2 separate regions of the Xenopus laevis genome follow, and region 1 is linked to region 2. A link is a contact called in public Hi-C data. All regions are on one chromosome and are shown on one strand. Each heading gives the region's core, a stretch centred on a gene start, on an enhancer-like site or on the middle of the called end of the contact. The rest is flanking DNA. Distances are from core to core; before and after follow the strand shown.

Region 1 (6,095 bases), core at 3,406-5,905, 89 kb before region 2:
TGTGCTGGAATCAGTTATTTGAGTGACCTCTAATACATCTGCTAGGAAAGAGAGCCACCCAGAAAGATATATTAGACCTAACTGTCAATCAAAATTTGACTCCCAACTGCTGCATGAAGAGCAAATGAAGAAAGACAGATGCTAGGTGCAGGAGAGTGAAGATTAACTTATTTCAAAAACTTTACTTACTTTCATTTTCACAATAAGTAATTCCTGAAATGTGCAATCTTGAATTACTATTTTTTTTGTTTTATAAAAAATACTTAAAGGGTAACTATTGCGAAAAGTAAAATTGAATATACACTGCATCATACTGAAATAAGAAACTTTCTAAAAACAATCAATTAAATATTCTGTACATCTCTGAAATAATCAAGTTTATCTTCACTATTTCTCTCTCAGCATCTGTTTCTCTTCATTCTCTCTTCGTGCAGCAGTTGGGTGTCAGACAGTTAGATCCAATATATCTTATAGGGGACACTTCCTTTCCTAGCAGATGTATTCGAACTCATTCAAATTGATTCCATTACAAACAAAATCTAACAAAAACTGCCTTTTGCACAAATCCTGCATGTAGAGAGACATGATGTCTGGTGATTTTAATAGAGTGAGCTCTAATACATCTTCTATGCAAAAAGAGCCCCCCATAAGATATATTAGAACTAACTGTCAATGATTATCTGACACCCAAATGCTGCATGAAGAGAAAATGAAGAGAAACAGATGCCGAGAGAAGGATAGTGAAGATAAAGTTGATATATTTCAGAAATGGTACAGAATATTTAATTGATTGTATTTAGAAAGTTTATTACTTCAGTATGCTGAAGCTTGTACAAATGACAATATAATTTACTATTTTATTTGCTCCACAGTGTTCACTTAACATTGCTGCTAAACGCTAAGGTTGAACCAATCTAGGAGTGACATTTTCTTCATAGCCAGGAGCTTTATACAAATCACACTAACCAACATCTCAATATTGTGATTTCTAAATAGTTACAGCAGGTGCTACAAAGGGACAACTTTTTAAATATGAGTTTATATTAACACTGGCCTTTGTGTATTACTAGGAAGTAATTTCAGCATTTACCTCGTTCAGCATAACAATACTAGATCTAATTACAGAAGCACTAAATCTGGCAAAGATAATTATTGATTATGAAATATGTCATTGCTGTGCTTCTCAAATTCATTTTAAGAAGCACAAGATTTTACACACTACAGGTTAAAATGGAAAAATAGTTGAGTAAAATAGAATGTAAAATAGCAGCTACAATAGAACTTTTGAAACTTAACTTGCCAAATTTTTTTAGGTGAGCTTATAAATGAGTCTTTAAGTGAGACACACACTTAGGGGTCAATTTAAGATTGCTTGTGCCTTTCTGAAAGTTTTTCTTTGTCTCAAAACCTAATTTGGGTAAAATAATGAAGATTGAGTTTTTTTGGCACGTAACCTGACATGATTATTAAACTCACACATGGTTTCTCTTAACCCATTGTATTGAACCTGGAAATTGAGGAATATTGGTGCAAAATTGACTAGAGTCAATACACAGAGGGGAGAAAAGATTGTGAAAGGCAAATGGTTGGAAACTAACAAAACCTGCATGCAACAATGGATGGTACTTCATTGGGTAAGAATTTATAATTATAATTTAATGACCCCAAAATATACAAGATAACATTATAGTTTCTGAAAAGATACCTAAGGATAAACATTACAGCTAATAAAATAGATAAGAAGGTTTATATAGTGAATAAAGTACCCCCTTTTGTAAAATATAAGGATATTATAAGTTACCGAGGAGTTTCATGACCATATAAAAACACGAGGCCGCTCAAAATGGCATTGTCTGTTTGGGACCAAACAAACTCCTTTGATGTCTCCCCATTGCCCAGCTATGCCTGTAATTGGTAATCCTATTTTTGAACCAGGGCTTCAGGACAGGGACTTTTGTTGGTGGCAATCCCATAATATGACGTATGTCGCTCACTTTTTTGGTTTGCAAGGCCTTAAGAAATGGTCTACTATTGTTGAGCAAAATAGTCCTCCACGATCAGAATGTTTTCGATATATCCAAATTGAACATTTTCTTAATATAGTGACTAAAGGATGTACTAATATCTTGACCTCTTCTGCCTGGGAGCAAATGTGTGTTAAATTTCCTTGTAGTGGAGGAATAATATCCATTTTGTATAAGTTAATTTTGAATTCTATGATTTCTTCCCTTCCGACTTATTCTAAACAATGGGGAAGGGACTTGGGTACTGTAATAGATGAATCTACATGGCAACAAACTTGGACAAATACGTCTAAGATCTCAACAAATGTTTTGGCTCAGGAAACGTTATATAAGGTAATATCTGGATGGTATATGGTCCCCGCGAAATTGCATAAATTTTATCCTAATTCCAGCCCGCTCTGCTTTCGTAATTGTGGCATGGACGGTACTATTTTACATATTTGGTGGCAATGTAGACAGGCGTTCAGATTTTGATCTAGAATATTTACGTTGATTGATTCCATTATGGGGGGTCAAACTTCGAAAAGATCCCATGATGGTGTTACTTAACACGACTATTCCAACCCCGAATAAATATCATCGCAAACTTATACAATTTATCTTTACAGCAGCGAAACAGACTATTGCTGCATCCTGGAAAAAGTGCTCAATTCCTATAATTATGTTCAGGCTCAAAATGAACTGGATTATGGCAAATGAGAGACTGTTAAGTATTACTGCAGATAAATATAATGTTTACACCAAAATCTGGACGCCTTGGATTTCATATACCAGGTTATAATAATTATATTGGATGCAACCTTTCTGGTTTAATTTTCTTTAATTATATAAGAGTAGCAAATAGTACGATTGGATGGAGTTGGCACCTACTGTATGGTACTTTGCGTGGTTTTAAACACTGCATTAGGAGCAATACTGTTACTTCATAATAAACACGGACACGGGAACGGTTGTTTAAGTTTATTGGTTTAATTTTTGTCAATAAATAATTTCCAATACTGGATTGTTCTGATTTATGCTGTATAACTGTGACATGATGGAATCAAAAGTTTTTTCTTTCTTCACCCTTAGGGTATTTGAATCTGATGGCAATGTCCTCCTCTGCGTAGGAGAGTATTCATTATCTGAAAGTAAAAATGTACAAAAATCTGCTATGACGAAAGTGATTGCTGTAATGTTATCAAATAAAAAAGTTTTGAAAGAAAAACACGAGGCCGAAGGCCGAGTGTTTTTATACAGGGCATGGAACTCCGAGGTAACTTCTAATATCCTCATATTTTACAACTGGAGGTACTTTATTTATTATAATACACAAGTTTCAGTGAGTCATGTGACAGAAATGACATCACTACTCACCGTTTATAACTGATGACATCAGAACTCACCGTTTATAAGGATATCATTTACAGGATATTCATGGCTTTTGTGTATTATATGCAAATAATTGCAAATAATTATACTTGTATTATTCTTTGACTTGAAGTCATTCATTTAGTATTCCTCTTTTATATATAACTGTATACAAGTAAAATACAAATGGGATACAATGGAGGGCAGTTAGTAACTTTACCTTCCTTTTGGCAATGATTAAAAATGAATAACATTTGTGTAGTGCAGGGTACTGGAGCTATGCTATCTAGTACTCAATCCTTATCATTATATAGCTCCACCAGCTTAAATATCCCTCGGACCAATTTTTCGCTATAGATTCGTCTTCATATAAAGCTTGCCAAAGAAGAATCTATAGCGAAAAATTGGTCCGAGGGATATTTAAGCTGGTGGAGCTATATAATGATAAGGATTGAGTACTAGATAGCATAGCTCATGCACCTATTAACACGCTTTGCAGTGAGGTTTATTTGATCTTGTTAATGCCCATAGTTGCAGATTTCCTTCCTCAATATATTTAGGTATATCATCTTAGCTAGCAACATTTTATACAGTGTTGCAGGCTCTAAAGAAACTAGATGGTAATTTTGTTTACATGTATTGCAACATTTTTTAATAGATAAGACTAGATACATTGGTATGAGACATTGTTTAAACAAATGTTTTTAATCTTTACACAATTTTTTATGCTTTTCACATATAGTTTTAACATACAATTTCTGGGCACTAATGGCCGTATATATATATCTTGGACACAGGCTAAGATATAATGTTCACAGAATAGATGTGAGAAGAGCATTATCACTTTTAATATATTGTATACTAAGGATTCACGCATATGTTGTTTTAATGAGGGATTGACTTTGATTGGTTGAGGGGGTTATTTAATGATGTGCCACACTTCCTGTTATTATCCTGATGACGGCTCCAAGTGAGCCGAAACGCGTTGATACACCATGTACCAATGAAGGATTTTTTTGATACACGCTGGATGGCGACTGCTGTGAGTGCTTTCGTGGACTGCTAAAAATTTTTTGGTTAGCACCCAGCAAATGATTATGTGAAGGGTGAGTGCCGATAATTTCTCTCTCTCCGCTTGTTTGTATCACAGGATACCTAGTACTACTTGATATTTGATAATATAGTGAAACACATTTTCCTTTTTATCCACAAGGTGGCTTATTGGAGCACTTTTCATGTAGGAGCCTGAGCAAAGGATCTGAAAGGGCAATCTTAACATGAAACTTACCATGCATAATAAGTAAACAGCTAGTGCTCACATGAAGCAGTTTTTCTTTATGCAGGTCCAAATTATAATGGAGGCTTTAGGTTTATGTGTGCCGGTTTATTAAAAATTGTTATTCCAAGCACTGAACCTGATCCTGATATGATGTTTCAATTGCATAAAGCAGAGCTATGGATTTAATAAGAACTGATTTCTGTAGTGTCAGGAAAAAATCTATTTGGAAACACAGATGTTGTCCCTTAAAGGAAAACTAAACCCCCTAGTAACAACAGCCCCCTTAACTGCCTTTTATTAGCCCCCCTCTCTTCTCCCTCCCGCACTGTTTATTAGTCAGAAAGGTGCTTGTGAAAAAAACCTAGTGACTTGTAAATGTATCACTGCTGTTTTCTGTTATATACTGATACTCTTGTTCATAGCCTTGTCCCTGTTACACACTAGCCTTATATTTATACAGTGTATATGATTATTATCTACAATGCCCCTATAAATATTATGTGGACCCAGCAAAAAGTAATACATTTTGGGTATGCAGATTCTAACAAAGTTTCAATACTAGGAGCCAGATCTAAATAATTTTAACCTTCAGAAGTATATACATTACTGTATGTTTAGAGTATTGATGCATCTGGCAAGTGTATTTCTTTTGACCCCATATTTCAGCCTATGAACTAACATTTGATATTTAATCTTCTTACTTACTTAAATCATGTTTGGCTATACTATTGCATATTGTTGCTTTAAACTCTCTATGTCTGACATTTGAACGCCAGTTTCTACTGATTGTGGTTCTGCCACTTCGCCAGCAGTAGGTTTCCAAAGATAACATTGTGGCTAGTGTGACAGGTGCGTGCAAAAATGGGAAAAAAGAAATAACGTTTCTAACAAGAATTTCTATATTTCACAAAACCAATCAGTGTTGCAGAAAAAAACTTGGCTGCATTTAAATGTGCAGACCATTAACTTATGTGTAATGCAGTATGTTAAACCTCTTAATTGAGCAGAACATTGCTGATGAGAGGGGTCAAATAAAATGGTTTTAATGAAAAGCCAAAAAAAAAACAAGTTAAAATAAGTGATTACATTTTCAGCACTTGCCTAGTAACTGAATTGTGTTTTTCTGATCTTTCCCTTACCTCTGTTTCGCTAAGATCAATTGTGTATACTGGCTAACCTCTTACTGTGCAGTGAACCCAATGGGACCTGAGCTCAAGTTGACCTGCACAGAATGTTTGCATCAGTTCTCACTTTAACTACATTTCTGCTAAATGTATAACATTGTCAGAAGTTCAGAACAATAGTTCATGTATATATAAAAGACAATTTCAAGAATTCATTTAAAGAGGAACTCTTTTTATAGGAGTATATTTAGGGAGTGGCCCACAGGGATAGGTGACAGCTGCAAAAGATCAGTGTCGGACTGGCCCACAGAGATACCA
Region 2 (6,428 bases), core at 1,925-4,424:
TGGCAGCTTCTTTAAATAATGCAGAAAATTCTTAGAAATTCTTAAAAAAGTCATAAAAATTCGTAAATTAATATATTCGTGAGGGTATTCAGCATGTTTCTCTATTATATCTATTTTAAGACTCTGGATTTACCCAGGGCAGTTAGCCAAAGCAATCAATCAGCAGGTAGCCTTTACTAGTCACATGATTAGAAGCAAACACGTTATCAGTTGCTAAGGGTTTCTGCACCTGGGCATATTCTGTGCCTTTTCTTACATATGGTTGGTTGCTAAAATTTGTTCCTAGTTACAGAAACATTGTGCAAGTATTCTCTACAGAAAGATAGGAAGTTCAATATTAATGCAATTTATAGGTGATTTTATTTCTTCTTTAAATGAATTATACATTGCAAATTATCTGCTAAAATAACTATGGTAACAGTCAGTGGTGTCTCTTTTCAATTGTTGTAGCAGAGAACATTCTAGGCCACAGAAATGGATGCAGTATGGTAGTGTAGACACAGAACTTAGCAGAGTCTTATTGTAGAAGGCAGTAGATCACATAAAGCACTTACCTGCAGGATATACGCAGCTAATTCAAACACAACTTCGCTGTCAACATCTATTAACTCCTGCAAGAGAGAAAGTGGTGCTTTGATTTTATGTAGATTTGAGTGTATTTGCTCGATGGCACTACATAATGATATGTATAGTGCTGTCTCCCTGCTGTGGCTTCAAAGACTGAATCATTTTGTGAAACCAAATGCTTCTGAGCTTGAGAGGGGAAATGCAATTAAAAGTTTACTTCCCACATAGGACACGCCAGATGTGCGCACGATTCCCTAACAGAGAAACTTCCTGATCCATTAATAAAACAGGAATTCCCTAAAGCTATAGACACACTGTATATAACATTTTTACCTTCTAAATAAGTGATCTTCAGCTGGCTTTTTAGCTGTTACCGATCAATATTTTCTTTAAATTAAGAAATCAACTAATTTTTCTATATGCTTTAGATTTACTGTATTATGATATACCTTCAAATTGTGATGCAATTAGCGTAACATGTTAAAAGGGCCACTATACCCTAACATTTTCCACCAGAACTCTGGCCTCTCCATCTCTGTAGAATCTATAAAGCTGGTCATACACATAAAGATCCCCTTGTTTGATAAAGTTTGGCCAATTTAGTACAACTTTTGGCCCCTTCATCTGACAACGCACATAACAACATAACACCTTGCCCCTTTGAAAGTCACTACACACTGAGTTTTTATTAGCTGCATTAGGCAAACCCATAGGACGAAGTTATACTGGCACTTTAGGTTGCAGGCTATGATGAATAAATACAATGGGCAACAGTACAGATTGGAGCATTGCATTTGGGGGAATCAAGCAACAGGTGCTGTAAGATTGGTAGTTTTTATTTGTGTATTTATGTTATCCACCCAATTAGAGAATCTCTCTGGGGCAGGGACTACTTTCTACTGTGTCTTTTAATAACTTAAAAGACACAGTAGAACTTTTTCAGTTAAATAATATTTATACTTATTTATAAGTTTGATATACATACCTAGTTACTGAAGGCTGATTCCACCGAGAAAAACATAAGTGTTTCCTGTAACTGTCCCTGTATCTGTACTAACAGGTTCATATTATATGTGCTGAGTGAGAGGGTGTATGGTTGGAAAGTAACGAAAGTCAACAAAAATAAACACGATAGGCATGTTCCTTTTCTTTTCCCTTATCTACTATGTCTCTATAGCAAGATGTCCGGAAGCAAATGTAAGTAAGATGATCACATGCACGTATCTATTACTTAGGTGGGGTCTGTATTTGGAAGGATAGAATAATTACTGTGTGCCTGGGATACCCTTAATAAACAGGTAGACGTACATCTCAGTGAAGAAATCAGCACAGGAAGGAAGTAGGAACTATGTACAATGTAGCAATGATTTATTTGGGTCCCCTTTTTAATAGAAATCAATGAGCAGTTTAAATGCTACGTCAATGCACACACCTCCTGACATTTATTACAGAGTGTTTCTGCTGTATAGTGGCATAAGCTAGAGTCAGTTATCATCTGCCTTTCAGTTCTTATAGAGAGATGAAATCAAACCTGGGAAATGATTTACTGAAACAGAAACCTGCTGATTCATCAATGTTCCAGCTGGACCTGATTTTATGATTTCAGCTGTGTGCCTTCATACCTGGGATGTTGGGGTTTATAGTAGTTTTTAACAATACAATACTAAAATCCATCTTCTTCTCCAAAAGCCTTGCTTTAAAAAGCACAGGTTGGCCAGAGAGCTTAGGCACAGGTAGACATTAGCTTTTGATGCGGGTAGAAAACTGAATGTTCCCAAGGCAACCAGGCAGGCATCGTCATTCCCTTCTCACGGCCTCCCCCCCCCCTAAAAGCTCTTCCAGTCATGGTTGCTGCTTTTCATTGAATAACAATCAAAGCACTGTTCTGCATTTCTGATTTAATTAACTGCCTCTAAGGTATTCTTAGCCTTTTATTTAAATCTCCAACTCCCACCACTAAAATATGCATATTTGTGTCAGGATATGTGATTTAGGGCACCTTAGACTCTTATTGGATAGGATGCACTGCTGACTTGCTACTACATCACCTGGCATTCATAGAGAATGTTGTTGGAGGGTCATAGAATGAAGCTAGGTTCTTAAATATTATCTTTAAAAAAATCAGAAGCTGCACCTGGCATAATTTATGTATCAGTTTCAATTTCCATAGGAAAATAAGAACTATACAGAATAAGTAGAAGAAATTAAAATTTCAAGCTAAGCCTCATACCAATAGTCTCAGTCAGGAAACTGCTTATCTGTAGCAACCAACTTTTTGTTCCGAGACCATAATGTTTAGTCAACAGGAATGCCACTTTCAATAGACTGCAGACTGCTACATACTCTCTGACAGGCAAACACTACCATACTTAGAATTGTTACCCTGAATGCTATAGTTTTAATGTGACCTTGGCCTCTTTGTATTAAAATATACGCCCACCCTCCCCAAGGAACACATTGGCCTGAATACGCTCCTATCAGAGGGACTTGGGGAAAACTTTCATCTTCCACTTACTTGCACTTTGTAGAGGGTGATTGTGAGAAAGAATGCAGAGAGATCACAGACTTTCAGGCAAATAGTTAACCCCAAGCAGGAAGAAAGGGACTGGCCAGCAGGCCCAGGAGACCTACCCATTGTTCCCCACTAATTGCTTTACATTCCATGTGCATCTTCTCTAATAGAGGCCGAGCAAGGGAAACATATGCACTAACACAACTGCATTCAGTTAACTGGGAAAAAGTTGTTGGCTGCATACAAAACATCATCTGTAAGATACACCTTACTGTCTCTGTATATTTATTTAGCATTTCTGCTGTATTACTGTTTAAGGAGAAGCCCAGCAACTGTTGGCCAGTTATTGCTCTCAACATGCTCCCAGAGCAATGCTAGAAGTTGTAGTTCAAAAGCATCTTGATGGTGGTAGGATGGACACCACTGTTCTAAGGTTTGCATCCTTGCCATCTGGCTACAGAATTCTAAAATGAATTAATTAATGAATTAATTAATTGCACAGTGAACCCTTCCCCCCAGATATCTGCTGTTTTTAGTCAGAGTGCTGTCTCTCTGCAACTGCAAATCTTCAGTGTCCACTATTATTCAGAGAAAAACAACAAATAAATAAAAGGGGGTTGAAATCTGATGCTTAAAGTGGTTGTTCACCTTCCAACACTTTTTTCAGTTCAGTTGGTTTCAGATAGTTCACCAGAAATAAAGACTTTTTCCAATTACTTTCTATTTTGTATGTGTGACTATTTTTCTAATATTGAAGTATAAAGTGTCATTTTTCACCTTCTAAAGCAGCTGGAGGGGGAGGTCACCGACCCTGTAAACTGTTCTAAATTGATACATTTAGTTGATACATTTCTCATCTGTGTCCCTGCTGAGCAGAATCTCTGGGTTTCATTAAAGGAAGCTGTTGAAATTGATACAATAGTTGCTAATACTCCAGAAATACTGCTGAAAAATGTATCAACTAAATGTAACAGTTTACAGTCTGCACCTGAAATACTGAGCTAGCAAACTCAACCACCAGAGACAGGAATATTAAACGTTAAACTTTTTTTTTTTTAAAAAACTGTAAAAAATAAAAAATGGAAGGTAATTGAAAAAAGTCTTTATTTCTGGGGAACAATCTGAAAACAATAGAACTGAAAAAAGTGTTTGGAAGGCGAACAACCCCTTTAAAGTACTTTGTATGCTATACTTCAAGAACTAATGTAAAGTGCTTCCATCTAGTGGAAATGCATCAGAACTACGCATAATAAATATTTTCTAATAATTGTCTGGTCCTCAGCATCATGCACCTAAAATGCCATAAAATGATTTCTACCATAATCCATATGTAAGAGTAATAGATGCCCATGTTACTTCAAACACAACATATTACAATACAAATAATACATTACACACACCTAACAATCTTTGGTTTTAAATAACTCACTGTATTATCAGCTAACAACATAATGAACATTGCTGTAATGCTCAAAGCATGGAATGTGCTTTATCTAAATTATTAAAGAGACAGTAGCAGAAGCTCACTTAATAAATCAATTCAGCATCTAGATCTACAAATATATAACAGTTTATCTATTCATTCACAGCATACCTAAAACCAAAGTGTATGCAAAAAATCATCTACTGTCATTTATTTAATGGTTTGGAAATGCTGGCACACCAGAAAGCAATGCTTAGAAGGCTGGCTTTGCTTTTTAACTTATTTACAATAAAGAATGAATTACCTTGTATATACAAGACTTGGCATTAAGGAAGAACAGCTCAATTGTTGCATTGTCCTTCAGGTATGATATACTTTCTATGTAAAACCTGCAAAACAAAGAAAGAACATTCAGTAAAAAAATCAGCATCAATAACTTAACACTGCAAACATCTGTATCTCCCTGCTCTGAGCAATATCAGTGTCTGACTGATAATGCTGAGAGTTGCACTGCAGCAATACCTGGGCCAATATTAACTGGCAGGCCTTTTAAAATAGCCCCAGGTATTGCTGCAGTACAACTGTTTATCTATTTACAGCTCTACCTAAAACCTACATGACACACTAAAACCCAAGTTCACATAAGCATTTTCTAACCTTCATCAGGGTCATACCAACACACTGGGTGTTGGGTGTTTGAGAATTACAGAAGAAGAGGTAATTACACAATATGTACTCAAGCTATTCTTGAATTACAGCCTTTAGGAAGGATACTGGGAGTAGACATGTTAACCCTCCTGTATTAAGGAATTTGTGTGGTTGATGCATGCCATGACGTGTCCAAAAACCTTCTGGTCTAGGGTGGCAAACATATTACATAGTGCTTTACAGATGGTTTTCATCATTCAAATCAGGCATAGCCCCAATGGAGACAAGCTGATTTGCAATAGTGGAAGAAAACCACAACTCTTTTATTGGGACTTCCTGTTTATAGTTGGTTCCACTGTTATTAAAGGAATTGTACACTAGTTATAATATAGTGAATAAAGTACCCCCTCTTATAAAATATAAGGGTATTATACGTTTCCGAGGAGTTCCATGATCATATAAAAGGCCGAAGGCCGAGTGCTTTTATAAAGGTCGCGGAACTCCTAGGTGACTTCTAATATCTTCATATTTTGCAAAAGGGTGTACTTTATATATTATAATACACAAGTTTCAGCGAGTCAAATGACATCACTGATTATAACCAATGACATCACTAAGCACTGTTTACAAGGATATAATTTACAGGATATTCATGGCTCTTGTATATTATAATAATGATAATATGATGTTACTATAGGGGTGTAGTCTACCACCTAATACTGTAGCTCCTGCATCATAGAGAGACAACAACAAAGAGATCCCAAGCTCAGTGTTAGAAAACAAGAACCACTGTTAATGTCTCCACTAAAGATGACAACTTGTTATAAAACATGTTTTGCATAGAAAGGTCAGATAGGAAATGAATAGGGTTGTAGAACCATTCAAACGTTAGGCTGATGGTTTGCCCCTCAGCCAGCCCCCTCACTGAAATGCACAGACCATGCCCCCACTCAGGAAGTTTGCGGAATTGTCAAAACCACAGTTTTCACAATCTTATAAATAATCTATTAATATAGCATGTAAATAATAGAGGAGGTCTATCCATTACCATTACAAATGAGTTGAAACTAGAAGCACAGCAGAGAGAGTGATGACTAAGTTAATTCACTTGCCTAATGACAAAGGCCACTCAGTTTCTCAGTAATAATGTAGTTTCTAAAGCAGGTACATTGCTCTCATATGCATACAGTGTAACATTATGGTACTTTATTTAACCTGTCCTTTGTGTATCTGCCAAAACTACCACAGAGCAGCAAAATAAATGAATAATTAAATAGA

The links. A called contact is a pair of places that touch in the nucleus more often than the background predicts.
Region 1: a Hi-C map of the XL177 cell line shows a contact between it and region 2, with 5 times the contacts expected there. The contact joins two enhancer-like sites. A contact is called at or near these places in 2 of 4 Hi-C or Micro-C datasets (the XL177 cell line and the XTC cell line).

What each region holds. Positions count from the first base shown.
Region 1 is chr3L:87,614,556-87,620,650 of Xenopus_laevis_v10.1, reverse strand. No RefSeq gene overlaps it. Among protein-coding and RNA genes, the nearest start is that of bend7.L, 7.4 kb to the left of the region's middle. Within about 2 kb of position 4,655, at least 1 of the 7 cell types and tissues checked has an H3K27ac peak or open chromatin away from gene starts, as enhancers often do.
Region 2 is chr3L:87,523,482-87,529,909 of Xenopus_laevis_v10.1, reverse strand. It overlaps frmd4a.L (FERM domain-containing protein 4A), which reads right to left. Exons shown (of 23, transcript XM_018252720.2): 5 at 4,807-4,891; 6 at 555-611. Among protein-coding and RNA genes, the nearest start is that of LOC108711218, 38 kb to the left of the region's middle. Within about 2 kb of position 3,174, at least 2 of the 7 cell types and tissues checked have an H3K27ac peak or open chromatin away from gene starts, as enhancers often do.